2 separate regions of the Mus musculus genome follow, and region 1 is linked to region 2. The links are chromatin contacts, called in public HiChIP or PLAC-seq maps. All regions are on one chromosome and are shown on one strand. Each heading gives the region's core, a stretch centred on a gene start, on an enhancer-like site or on the middle of the called end of the contact. The rest is flanking DNA. Distances are from core to core; before and after follow the strand shown. Region 1 overlaps Nrp1 (neuropilin 1). Region 2 overlaps Pard3 (par-3 family cell polarity regulator).

What was found. HiChIP or PLAC-seq counts read pairs in DNA pulled down with a chosen protein or histone mark.
Region 1: an H3K27ac HiChIP or PLAC-seq map of T-cell acute lymphoblastic leukemia shows a contact between it and region 2, with 8 times the contacts expected there. The contact joins two enhancer-like sites. A contact is called at or near these places in 3 of 484 Hi-C or Micro-C datasets (CD4 T cells, bone marrow-derived macrophages and nephron progenitors) and 6 of 115 datasets of contacts at active chromatin or transcription factors (T-cell acute lymphoblastic leukemia, bone marrow-derived dendritic cells, bone marrow-derived macrophages and 2 more).

Annotation. Positions count from the first base shown.
Region 1 is chr8:128,383,711-128,390,315 of GRCm38.p6, forward strand. All of the region lies in intron 2 of Nrp1 (neuropilin 1), which reads left to right. Among named protein-coding and RNA genes, the nearest start is that of Mir1903, 28 kb to the left of the region's middle. Within about 2 kb of position 3,906, at least 25 of the 459 cell types and tissues checked have an H3K27ac peak or open chromatin away from gene starts, as enhancers often do. A contact at or near this core is called in T-cell acute lymphoblastic leukemia, where this site is marked.
Region 2 is chr8:127,513,835-127,521,353 of GRCm38.p6, forward strand. The region is part of intron 22 of Pard3 (par-3 family cell polarity regulator); the gene reads left to right. Among named protein-coding and RNA genes, the nearest start is that of Gm51558, 43 kb to the left of the region's middle. Within about 2 kb of position 1,432, at least 49 of the 459 cell types and tissues checked have an H3K27ac peak or open chromatin away from gene starts, as enhancers often do. A contact at or near this core is called in T-cell acute lymphoblastic leukemia, where this site is marked.

The DNA of each region.
Region 1 (6,605 bases), core at 2,656-5,155, 870 kb after region 2:
CACACAGTGTTTGGCAGCTGACAGAGAAGATAACCCACATCTGCCCTCAGCCTCTTTATTATAGATTAAGAGACTTCAGTTTGGACAGCCAATGGCTTGCCCAGGGAAAATATATTTCTCCTGAACCTAGGATGTTACCCTTCCTCCCCACCTGCCTCCTTGTCAGTCATGCCGACATTCATGGCTCTTGTTTGTCTGGGATAGTAAATGTCTGGTCTATTGCACTGAGTATATAGTCCCCCTTTACAGCTAGTCCTCTGGAGGCATTATAACTTATTCCATGTCATCCTCAAGGATAGGGTGGGCATGAAGGACAAGTCTTACAATTTTCATAAGAGATTTCATGGGAGATGTATATCAGATATTTACATTACAATTGATAACAGTAGTAAAATTACAGTTAGGAAGTAGGAAGTAAAATAATTTTATAGTCAGGGGTCAATACAACATAAGGGTCTCAGCATTAGGAAGGTTGAGAACCACTGTTCTAGAGTAAATCAACACTCTGAAGTTACAAAAGGCTGTCTTGCCTGCTTGCTTGACATTGTCTGGAGTTCCTGATGCTTTTGTGCTTTCATTTCTATTGCCTAGAATGGAAGCATATCGTTTTCTTCTATGTTTGAACTTGTGGTGGATGGACAACCTGAAAACAGCAATGAGTATCTTTCTAGAAGCTTTTGAGCACCAGCCAAGTACTTGGAAGATCACACATAGCTTTAGAGACTCCCACCCAGAAGGAACTGGAATGTGAATAAATAGGGTCAAGTCAAGGACCGAGTGTCAGTCATGTGGCCTCTGGCTGCCATGAAGTTATTTTCATTTCATTTCAGAGGATGTCATGAAAGACCTAGATCATCTCAATGCTTGACTGGGATAATGTCATTGGGATGGCTGCTCAGGGACAGGCAATATGCACTTGAGTTTCAGGGCCTTGGGTACTGAAGACTAATAAAAATAGGGAGTGACTAAGTGAATGGGGCCTTTTAGCAGAGATCTTCAGGGTCTCACAGAGCAGGAAGAGATGCTGAGAGAGCTCGTGGAAGGCAACTGTCTGAGGGTCTCTCCCAATCCTATTTTCTCCCTCACTCTCCACTTTTTTCTTCTTCTTCTTTTTTAACCCTTCCCCCAGAAGTGGCATGGTTCATCTGGGGCAGGGGTTCCAGTCCAATAAAGTAAATCAGAGGAAGATGACGGAATGGAAACCAAAAATAGAAAGAATTTTAATGAGAACATGTCTTGGGTCAACTCCTAAACTAATTACTATAATGTGTTTCAGTTGCTCTCGGCCGTTTGGGCCTTTGTTTATGTATGAACCAAATTGTATTTAGTTGTTCCCCCAGAACAGCCATGTACCACACAGGAAGTGCTTCCTCCCTCCTATGACCTGCTTGAGTCCCTCCATCATATCTCAGAGGAAAAAGAGTCTCGTAATGTAGAGAAAACAAAAGCTGCTCCTTTTAGTTTCTCATCTCCATGACAATATTGCCGACTGCCATACAGAAAGCCCCCTTTTGTGTATTACACAATACCAAGGCAGACACTGGAGCTGCACACTGCCTAGTTTGTTGTTCACAACAGTGTCACAGCCAACAAGGGAGGCAGTACTCGTTAACATATTTTACAGCCCAAGATGGTAACTGCTCCAAGTGAAGCATAAAGTACTTGTCTTCTAAGCTGGTACCCAGTATGAGCCTTTTTACATTTCTTTCCTTCTCATAGACTGTGACCCTCTGACCTAGAGCTGCTGGACCTGAAGCTCTCCCATTTTGTCTTCCAATTTAGAAAAAGCATAAAAGGCTTTGATGGCTTCCTCCATTCACTCTTGATAGGTGAACCATCAAAAAATAAATGCAAAATAGGGGATAGGGATTATCTCAGTTAGTAGAGTGCTCATGGAGTATGTAGGAAGCCCTGGGTTCCATTCTCAGGACCACATAAACCAAGTGTGGTGGCACATACCTGAAATCTCTTAGCTACATAGCAAACTCAAGTGTGGCCTGAGATACTGGAGACTCTGTCATTTTTTTTTAATTAGGTATTTTCTTCATTTACATTTCCAGTGCTATCCCAAAAATCCCCCATGCCTCCCCCCACTCTCCTACCCACCCACTCCCACTTCTTGGCCCTGGCATTCCCCTGTACTGAGGCATATAAAGTTGGCACGACCAATGGGCCTCTCTTTCCACTGATGGCCGACTAGGCCATCTTCTGATACATATGCAGCTAGAGACACGAGCTCTGGGGAGTACTGGTTAGTTCATATTGTTGTTCCACCTATAGGGTTGCAGATCCCTTTAGCTCCTTGGGTACTTTCTCTAGCTCCTCCATTGGGGCCTTGTGATCCATCCAATAGCTGACTGTGAGCATCCACTTCTGTGCTTGCTAGGCCCCGGCATAGCCTCACAGGAGACAGTTATATCAGGGTCCTTTCAGCAAAATCTTGCTAGTGTATGCAATGGTGTCAGCATTTGGAGGCTGATTATGGGATAGATCCCTGGATATGGTAGTCTCTAGATGGTCCATCCTTTCGTCTCAGCTCTTTCCATGGGTGTTTTGTTCCCAATTCTAAGAAGGGGCAAAGTGTTCACACTTTGGTCTTCGTTCTTCTTGAGTTTCATGTGTTTAGCAAATTGTATCTTATATCTTGGGTATCCTAAGTTTCTGGGCTAATATCCACTTATCAGTGAGTACATATCATGTGAGTTCTTTTGTGATTGGGTTACCTCACTCAGGATGATGCCCTCCAGGTCCATCCATTTGCCTAGGAATTTCATAAATTCATTCTTTTTAATAGCTGAGTAGTACTCCATTGTGTAAATGTACCACATTTTCTGTATCCATTCCTCTGTTGAGGGACATCTGGGTTCTTTCCAGCTTCTGGCTATTATAAATAAGACTGCTATGAACGTAGTGGAGCATGTGTCCTTCTTACCGATGTCTTAAAAATTAAAAATATATATATATTTTTTTTTCCTGAATGAAAGAGATTCTAATGAAACCACAGATGAAAAGGTTAGATGCCTTAGACAAAGATGTCATCCAACTTTGGAAACATTAGCTGCAACTATAACACAGCCAAACTGAAAACACACATAAATCAGTCCTTTTTATGGATGAGTGTCTCTGACTTATACCCAAAAGATGCTCCAGTGCATACCAAGTACGTATGCTCCACTATGTTCATAGCACTAGGATTTTCATGAATGAATTGAACCCCTTTCCTAAAAACAGAGTGCTTGCTCACTCTGAGGGCATAGGTGGTCTTTAGCTCCAAACCTGTGATACTTAGGTTGCTAGATCACTCCTTGCATCTCTGGGGTTCCCTCTCAAGCTGAACTGAAATCTGATCCATTTGCCTCCTGTAACTGTAGCTGTGAATCCCCTGCTTCCTCAGCCTAAGCCACTACTGGGAGACCTTTGTTTCTCTAGGATCCACCTCTTTAATGTAACCAACACTTCACCCATTCCTCCTATAGCCTGTCTTCAGGCGTTGTCCTCCCTGGCAAGGCCTGGCCTCTCTGTCATGTATCCCTGTGAGCATTCCCTCTAGTGAATCTAAATTGGAAGGCTTTCATGGCAGGCAATGGGAAGTCCTTATCCTACAGCCATCTGAGGACCAAGAAGAAACCTCAATCTCAGAGGAAACCTTTCCTGTTTACAGACTCAGGGGAGTGGGGGAGGCTTTGAAAACTTGGCCCAAGGCAGGTCAGGAGCCTCAGCTCTTATGCCAAGAGTCCAAACAGGAAGAGCCCAGGAAGGAGTCTGCCTATCACAGGAACTGAGAGGGCAGGAAGGAGCAGGTTAGAAGGACTTGATTAAAAGTCTAATCGTAAGTCTTGTGCTGGGTGGAGAGAGGATAACAACATTAAAATGTGAAGTTTTTATATGGGTTTGCTGTCAGAAGTCACTAGGCCACTTCTTCATCAGCAGACTTCCTGTGTCACCACATTGCCACTTAGATTCAGATATTCTTTCTGTATGGAAACTTTCTGCTGTGTCTATTGGAGGGGGACAAAGACACACACACACACACACACACACACACACACACACACACACAAAAGCTTGATGAAACCCTGCTACTCTTTGTAGATTTTATTTCTGAGTGCCAGAGATTATACCCAGGGTATCATGCACGCTCCACACTTGCCCGCCACCAACCAACACCCCCACCCATCCAAACTACATGACCTGTGGTTGAGCTGCCCCTACCAGCTCTCTATCCACACTGCAGAGTGAGTATTGACTGTGTTTCAGTATAGAAATTAGAGTGATTACTCTGTCATCACAGTAACAGGCCAACTAGAGAAGACACTGACATTACCAGCTGGCTCGGTGTAGAAGAAATCATGTTTGAGCAGAGATCCCCATCTGTCTTCCAGACCCCAGACTCTGCTTAGCAGGTGACACTCTGTGACCCCACCCCTGCAGGTGATAATTAAAGACTGTTTACATGTTGCTCATACATGGCATTTGGGAGGTTGTAATTTTTAGTCTCTGTCATCAATTCATTCATGAAAATCCTACTCCATAGGTCCTCTCATTCCACATAACCTCCCAAATATCAGGCTAAGGGGAAATCTGGGCTGGAATGTTATGGGAGAGCAGCAAAACAAAAGGCTTTCAGGCCACGCAAAATCATATTCCCTAGACACACAGCCCTGAGACTGTTGCTTATTCCTAACACACAACCCTGAAAACGCTGTCACCAGCACAAGTGCAGTTCAGGTGAGAACTGGTGTGAACTCAGTGTGAATAATGCTACCTTTCTGTTCCTTCCTGTGAAAATGACTTCTGGCTCTAGGCTTTGATCTGCTCACAGGGAGGAGAGAATGGGCAGTCACCTAGTGAAAAGGAGTACTCAACCTGTTCACACACTCAAGAGCAAGTGGCAGCATCCTCCTGTTAGATATGTCTGTCAGTTTTCCCAAAGTGTAGTAAATACCTGAGACAATCAATATATGGAGAGGATATGTTTATTTTGGCTCAGTTTTGGACAACAGTTACTTGGCCTTATTTCTCTAGGCCTGAAGTAAGGAGAAATATACAGAAACAAATTGTTCACCTGTGATAAGACATTAAAAAAGGGGACTGAGGTCATTCTAGTCCCTTGTGAAACGCACTGCAGTGGCCTAGAGATCTCCTACTTGGCCCAAACTGTTAGATTCCATAGCACCAAGATGGGGACCAAGCCTTTATCACAGGCACCTGTAAGGGACAGTCCTGAACCAAACTCTAAAAGGAGGGAAGTTTCTCTTTAATAGACATGGTGAGCGTTTTATAATTCAGAGTATGAACAGGGACAAACAGATGTGCTACTGATATTCCAACGAGTCTACAGCTACTTATATGTATATTTTTGATTCTCACCTCTGAAAATCAGTTCTCCACAGAAATTTTGTAAACCCATATAGAATATGATGGTGCGTATTTGTGATCTCAACACTTAGGAAGTGGAGACAGGAAGGTCTCTGAGGCTGGTTGGTCTTACTCTGAGGCTGGTATAGTCAGCTCAGGTAGAGACCTTGTCTCAAAAAACAGGATGGGTGTTTCCTGAAAAATGACACTTATACTTACATGCACATGCAAGTGTGTCTGAACACACCAGATGGGGAAGGAAGAGGGAGGGGGAGGGAGAACAGGAGGAAGAGGGACGGAGGGAGAAGAGGGGAATAGATAAAACAGTCTTGGTCATTGCGCATGGAAACCTTGGGATGGATCTTGGGCAAGGATTAGAGACATTTCTGGTGAACAGAAGGGACTAAGGAACCTGCAGCAGTCTGTCCCACAGTAAGTGTGCTGTATCTATCGTTCTGGACTGATAGTCCTGCTTAGGAGGACTGGGGCTGTGGAAGGAGGGGTGACTCTTCGGTGCAGGTTGTCACTACTGTGAGGAGAAGGTAATGCAGGTTCAGTTGAAGTATGGTATGGTTTTCAGAGCCCAAACCATGAGTTGCTCATGCTGAGACTGTGGGACATGGAACACCCCAAAGCCCTTTTGCTTTCAAGGTGGTGCTAAATATAGTACCTGGCTTTTGAGGTGACTGGAATATAAAATGAGATTATTCAGGGGCTGAAGAGAAATCTCAGTGGTTAGTAGCACTGGCTGCTCTGCAAGAAGACCCATTTTCAATATCTAGCTACCCACACGGTAGCTCACAAGATCTGTTACTCCAGTCTTAGGAGATCTGACACTGTCTTCTGGCACCAGGCATGCACATGGAACACAGCTATACATGCAGCAAAACACCCATACACATAAAAAATAAAAATAAATCATAAATAAAAAATTTAAAACATGAGATCATTCAGCAAGAGTGCCTAGAGAAATTCCCAGCACAAGGGACTGTTCAATGAGTAGCAGACGTCAATAACAGTGATGGTAATAGCTGTGGCAGAGGGTGGTTTTGTTTAGTTTAAAGAATAGGGAACTTAGATTCTAGATATATTCCAACTCATACCTAGGATAATGTAGGAGCTGTGTCTATATGGAGTCTACAGTGTGCCTAGTGGACTGTGAATAAATATAAGCCTTAATCCTCAAAAGTTTGTTGCAAGACAGAAGCACAGGGAGATGTTGGTAGCTCAGGCATTATATACTGTCA
Region 2 (7,519 bases), core at 182-2,681:
CAATTCCCCAAATCCTCTGGTAACTTGAAGCATACTCAGTGTTGACTGGTAGACTCGGCAGATCCAAGGCACAGTGACACTTGGACAATGGATATGAGCTGTGCCCCAGCATGCACAGTTTTGCTCCCACCTCTTTTGAATTCTACACACCTGTCATCAGCTCCATTAATAGGCAACAGGGCATTCTTTTTGTATCAATTTGAGAAGGCACCTGTTTTCACAAACATCATTTACCATTCGTGGGCATCTTTTTAAACCCAGAGTTACTGTTTGCTACAGAATTGTTACCTCAATTACAGACTGATACTGTGATCTAGACAGTGTACAGCCTGGACAGCTGCATGAAGAGATTCTTAAAGGAACCAGAATGAAATTCCAGTTATGTTACTCTCTACCTAGTCCAGCAGCCTGTGAACACTGTGAGCTTATTGCTTACCTGGCACCAGGTGAATCAGGTCCAAGTGCTCCTCACCTCCCTGTTAACCAGGGCGTGTTTGTGCTCTGCATGTTCACTTGTGAATGGAGAGTTTCAGTGCTCCATGAGGTCACCATTTACCATAACGGATGATACAGAAGGGGCCGGGTGAGGGTGGCCATCGGCCTTCACCATCAGCAGTGTGGTCCTCTGGTCCTCCCTCTTCCTGAGGGTTGGTTAATATGGGTTCCTCATGAGGTTTATTGTTTTCCCTTCTGTTCCTCCCTTCATCCATCTAACAACAAGAACACAGTACTATGTGCCAACCCTCCTATAAAGAATAGCAACTCAAGTAAGTCATATCTGTTCTATAGAGCTTTCCAGAATAGTATAGTGCATGGGAGGTTGATTCTATGTGGTGTCTTTCCTGCTCTTGGTTCTCCAGGTAAACCTTCAGGGCAACATCATGGGGGAAGAAAAGTCCAGGTTTGACATATGAAGTTGCTTCAAACCTGGCTCTGAGGTCATTTCTTCAATCCCCACCTAACCCTCTCAGTACTGCACTCTACCCTTAAAGCTCTCAGCAAGCTCTGAAGCCATATTGTTAATTTCTTGATGGCTCTCCACCTGCCCTTTTGCAGCTGTGGATGCCATGAGGCAGTATAGGGTTTATCTTCAACACAGCAGTTGATCTGGTGCTTGGAATAAAGCCTGATCTCAGACAGAAATTCAGTGAATGTCTCATATCTGAACCCAAACATGGCTGCCCCTGTGACCACACTAATGTGGGACTAACCACAAACCCGCCCCTCCCCCCTCAAGGCTTGTGGTCTTTAGGACTCCCTAGTGTAAACTTTTCTTTTGTGTCATTTTAAATTGCATCCATCAGCTTGTCACCTTCATGCCAGTCTTCCCTAGCCTTAACACAGGCTTCGGGCATGGCCTCAGTGTTCCCCTTCCCACAGTGCTTTGCACACAGTGAGGTCACACAGTCAGGAACACCTGCTAGAATCCTGTGAAGGCTGCAGTGCTGGGGAGTCAGCCTTTTCACAGACTTGGGGAAGTTCTGAGGCTTGCACAAGAGGGTGTGTGTGTTCACAAGTGTGGGAAGTGAGGACACGAACCCTTCATTTGCCAATAATAGAAGCATAGTTTGTCCTGGTGCTGCTAACATTAGTGCCCAGGTGACAGAGACAACGCGAACCATCCTGCATGTGCTAATAAGGAGTTCAGGACAGACTCTGACAGAACAGGCTTGCTCTAACCCATGATTGATAGTGTCTTGGGGGAAAGCCAGACGTGATGGATGCCAGTCATAATCTTCTGAGCCAGCCCACTATTTCTAGCTCCCCACAAGTCTGAAGAAGCATGACTGAACTTCATACTTCATGATCTGAGACTTCGTGACCTGGAAAGGCATTTGTCCAGTGCAGTGAAAGAAGAGAGAAAAACTCATGTTAAATGAAGAGCCCTTCCTTTTCAGAAAGATGTCATGGGATGGGAAGGGAAATAAGTTTAAAAACTCAGGTAATTCTGAACCTTGGAATGTACCCAAGCAATTTCCCATGAAGGGTCAAAGGTCAGGAAGGAGGCAAGGGAGGCGATTAAGTTCAAAATATATTATGTGAAATACTCAAAGAATCAGAAAAACTGTATGTGTGTGTGTATATATATACACACACACACACACACACACACATTTATCCATTTATTCATTCATTTATTTATATGAATAGGGGAGTCACAGGTTTAGTTTTACACACAGGGGAAGTCAAACATGCCCAGTGTATATCACTGCCATTTCAAAGACATTTGAGATCTCCGTTCTCTGAGTAAACATCCAAGAGCCTAGAGGATAAACTTCTGAAGGCTAAACCTACCAAACCATTTCCTGCCAGAAGGCACTAAGAGCAGACTGCAGACTCTGGGCCCCAAGATGAGATAGGCTGAATTAGATTAGGCAGCTTACTGTTGACATGTCTATTGATCTGGGCTCCACACAGTTTCCTGTCTCTACCAGCAGTGGGGATGGCTGTGGACAATAATGCAGAGACCTAGTTTATGTGAGGCTGGTGACTCCAAGCATCAGTCACTGTGGGAAGGCAGTGGTACTGGGAGATAAGGGTAAGCTGCTTGCAGTGTTTAGGAGCACTGATGTCCCAGCTGCATGCGTACATCTGAAAAGTTCCCTGTAAATTTCATAGTGTTCTACCCATAGAGTTTCCAGTGTTGCAGTGTTCCAGTGTTTTCCAGTGTTCCAGTGTTTCCAGTTTTCCAGTGTTTCCAGTGTTGCAGGGAGATTTGTTGTTAGGGTGGGGAAGCCCACTTACTCAGATTACTTTGTGCTTTTTAGATACTTACAAGTGTGAAATGGGATGCTGGACCTAAGAATGAGGAACCTTCCTGATGCCAGTGTTGACGAAAGAACAGGGCTCAAGACTCTTGACTTAGATACTTTGTAATCTTTTCTTCTCTGAGACCACCAGGTAGATAATGAGCCCATGGGTTGTGCCTTTAATATCCACTTACTGGTGTTGGTCATACGATCATAAAATGTTATACTTTAAAAAGTATGCTGAATGCAGAAATATAAATAGAAATTATAATTGTTTTGTGGCTTTTGATACAAATATGGTTTAGAGCTTTTTTTAACGATAGAGGAAGGTGGTGACTTATTTTATGTATATTTTAAGGCATCAATAATTTAATACAGATTTTGCATCTAAGGTTTTTATTAGCACATTTAGCGATATATAATAACGGATTTCATTAAGACTTTTTTCTACAGGCATATAATATGCTTTTCATTTGTTTTTTATTTATTTATTTTATTCTATGCTTATGAGTGTTTGTCTGCCTATATGAATGTGTACCATATGCCTGCCTGGTGCTTGTGGAGGTCAGGACAAGGCCCCAGATCCTCTGAAACTGGAGTTACAGACAGTTGTAAGGCACCATGTGTGTATGGGAAGAGCACTAGCCACTGATCCATCTCTCCAGCCCCATATATTTTAATCATATTCACCCCCAGGAACCCTCTCTTGCCCCTTTTTTACCTCTTAGCTGCTCCCCCTTCTACTTTGGTTTGATTTGTGGTTGAATTGCTTACTGGACTACAGGGGGAGGGTTATTTTAAAAGCATGGGTGCCTTACCAGTTAGATGTGAGTACCTTGGTTTTTTGATTTGTTTTTGCTTTTGTTTGGGGGTTGTTTGTTTGTTTGTTTTTTGTCTTTTGGGGTTTTGTTGTTTTGTTTGTTTTTGTTTTTGTTTTTGTTTTTGTTTTTGAGACAGGGTCTCACTTTGTAGCTTTGCCTAGCCCAAAAGTATATGTAGACTAGGCTGGCCTAGAACCCACAGAGATCCAGTGCCTTTGCTTCCTGAGTGCTGGGATTAAAGGCACGCACCACACCCAGCTAGATGATGCTTTTAGATACAGCCCCTCTGTATCTACTCACATACTTCATTATTACAAACTCCCTTGATAAATAATGAGGACTCGTTTTCACGATTTTGGTTAGCTTTCTCGAAATGTAGCTTTCCTTAGAGCCATCTTTCCTTTTCCTTCAAGCACGTCGGAAAGGGCAGAGGTTGGGTGTGTTCATGTACTCCTGAACGGGTGTCAAAGAGGAATTTTTTTAGATTTATTTATTTATTTATTTATTTTATGTATGTAAGTATACTGTAGCTATACAGATGGTTGTGAGACTTCATGCGGTTGTTGGGAATTGAATTTTAGGACCCCTGCTCACTCCAGCCCAAATATTTATTTATTATTATACATAGGTACACTATACCTAACTTCGGACACACCAGAATAGGGCGTCAGATGGCTCAGTGGGTAAGAGCACTGACTGTCTTGAGTTCAAATCCCAGCAACCACATGGAGGAATGTTTTTATAATCCACAGAGTTCAACAGTTAACTGTTGTCAGCAGTTATTGTTTTTTGTTTTGGACACCTTGCTTTATGTGTCCCCTGGGCTGATCCAAAACTGGTAGTAATGTTCTAGCTTGGGTTTCTCCAGTGCTGGGATTATGGGCAAGCATTATGCCCTGTGAGCTGAAGTCATGATGGGTCAGCACTTTACAAGTGGGTACGTGTGAATTTCCTGCTGAAGAAGCAGCCTCGTATTCCTAAGTAGAGTCCCTGGGCAAACTCGTGGATTCCTTCTGAAACGTACAGGTAACAAGTCAGTGAAGACTTCTGACTGACATTTCAGTACTGAATGTGTCTTCAATTCACGTTTATCTCAGAAGCACTTTCCTTACTGTTGCAGTAGAAATTGAGGGAACTCCTGAAGTGCAGTCTGTAGGGCAGCAGGGCTACAAACTTGTTAGTGACTTAGCTGCATTTTCCAAGCCGGCCTCCTGAGGGCGGAGCCCCCCCCCCCCCCCCCCAGGAGACTCCACAACATTGGAAACATTCTTTCTTTTTTATACCTTTAGAATGCCTTCCAAAGTGAACACTGTTTAAAGCCTGTTTAGCATTTATTGACATAGTTTTAGGTTTTATCTTTTAATGAGAATTTTAATTGGTTTACTGCAGGATTCATGCAAGTGCCTAGAATGTGGATATATGAGGGGACCTGATAAACAGAATGAGCAGTTAGTGGCAGACACCTCTCAGACAGCCCGGCAGCCTACTTCCTGGTGGTCCAACATATGAAGGCTGCTCGCTTTAGATTACCTTCTTTTAAATTTAAGCCAGGGTCTCCTGTAGCTCAGATCCTCTCCAGTTCCCAACCTCCTGAGGTCTCCACTGGGGCTGAAACCGCAGGCTTTGTACATGGTAGACAAGTATTCCACCAGCCCAGACATTCTCTGTCCCCTACCTAACCTGTAGTCACAGGTTTCTTCTCAGGCCTCAGTAGGGAAATGTTAGATTCCTCAGTGGTGCTATCCAGGCATGCTACAGTCATAGTTCTGGCTTCGTTGTCCCTGCACACTACCCTCCCTGACTTGTCTCCCTCTTCCTGTGTGCCTGCTCCACTGTGCTGAGGACTGTGCAGTCACAGCAGTAGCATAGGAGCATAGCTTTAGGAGAGATGTCCCTAACCCTTTTCTGGTTTTCTCTGTGACCCATAAAGTCCAGCAGCCTCCTGCCTCTTGGGTGCCAGAAACAGCTGAGGGTTGGGAGGAGGGGAAGAGCAAAGACTGTGGGGGTCCTCGGGAGAGGTAAAGAGAAGGGAATGCTGGATTGGGCTAGAAAAGTCTGGGAACAGCATGAGAGAATCCTGCCTAGGAACAGTCATGGGGTCTACAGTAGCATTGGATGACAGGACCTACCTATCTTACGTTCATATTGGATTTTATTACTGATTTAAATACACACACACACACACATATATACACACACATATATGTGTGTGTGTGTAAACCAAGGGGTTGGTAAGATAGATCGGTGGGTAAAAGCACTTGCCATCCAACCTTAGAACCTGAGTTTAGTCCCTGGAGCTCATATGTTGGAAGGAAAGATTTTACTACCCCAAGTTGTCCTCTGATCCCCATGTACATATTTTATTTAGACATGTAAAGACACACACATACACACACACACACACATAGATAATAAAATACATTTTTAAAAAATTTGAGATGGCTCAGGGAGTAAAATGATTGTTTAGCCTGACCTGAGTTCAGTTCTCAGAACCTGCATAAAAAGACCCAAGTATGGTGGTATCTGCCTATAACTCGGTCAGGGGACACAGGCTCAATTTCTGGGGCTCTCTGGCAGCTAGCTAGTCTAATTAGTGAGATCCAGGCCAGTGAGAGACAATGCCTCAAAAAACAAGACAGTTGGTGCATGAAAAGTAATAGCCAAGGCTAAACACGCATGCACACTGTCTCTCTCTCACACACACACTACAGATAATGTAGGTTGTGAAATGTAAGAAAATGAAGTACTAGGAGGGAGAAGAATCATCATAATTATGTTTGATTTTGCCAAAGCAGCTTTTCAATATCTCCATAAATTAAGTTAGAGTAATAGCAGTTTCTGCACATTTCAATTAGTAGACCTGGGGATGGGTGGAATAGAAATTTAAAAGAACAAAACAACAGCAACAACAACAAAAAAAAAACCCTCTATATTTTGGAGTGCAGAAAGATGGATGCTGTCTGCAGAGGTGTGTGCCTGTGGATGGTTGTGTAGCTGAGGAGGGTTGTCTGTCTGTGGATGAGGTATGCCTGTTAAGGATGTATGTCCGTGCAGGGTATGTGGTTGGGAAGGATCATCTATGGAGGTGACGTGTCCATCTCAGCCTAGGCCACACTGACAGTGATCATATGGTGAGAGTCCTCAGGTGAGCACAGCTGGCTCTCTATTGTCTCACCCTTTGAACATCTTCACAGGTCGTGAGCTGCGTCAATGTCTGTGGTGTCACGCAGGAGAGTCCTGCCCTGGTGGGTGTCCCTTCCCTCCTTGACTGCAGAAAAGTTATAAAAACAGGAATGTTCTTGATCTGTAGGAGCCTGGCTGCCATGAGGGAATGTGTCCTCCAGAACACTGTTCCCATCAGTGCACCCTGTAATGTCATCCACATGCAAGCTTTGTGGGGTCATCTGTGCAGGACAGCCATTATGACTTCTGCTAATGCATCACCAAGGAAGGACACGAGGACCTTATGACCAGAGCTCACATACTCTCCATGCTCCCCAGTTCCCTGCTGTCCATGTCCGATGGGGATCCCTTGTCTGTTTATGATGGCAGTGGCAGAGGAGCCACAGCACATACTTTTGTGTAAGTGCATTGAGACCTTTAGTCCTGGCCTTGCACTGCAGAATCACTACAGAAACACCATAGTACGCAAATGCACACTTGATGTGAATTCTGGAAAATCTCCCTACACTTGAGACATATTTATGGATAACTTTACCGAAAGAACTGTTGGAAAGTTGAGGAATCTAATCTCCAGAGGGATTTTTTTTTTTTTTTTTTTTTTTTTTTTTTAGTAACTGAAGATGGGGTTTCCATGTGAATGATATTCAGAAACCTATTCTGGGTTTCTACCCGTAAATATCTTATTCTGTCACAGTTTTAAAACCACCACAACGTTGTGATAAAAATAATAGTGTTAATTATGACTAATAATAGCTAACATTTATT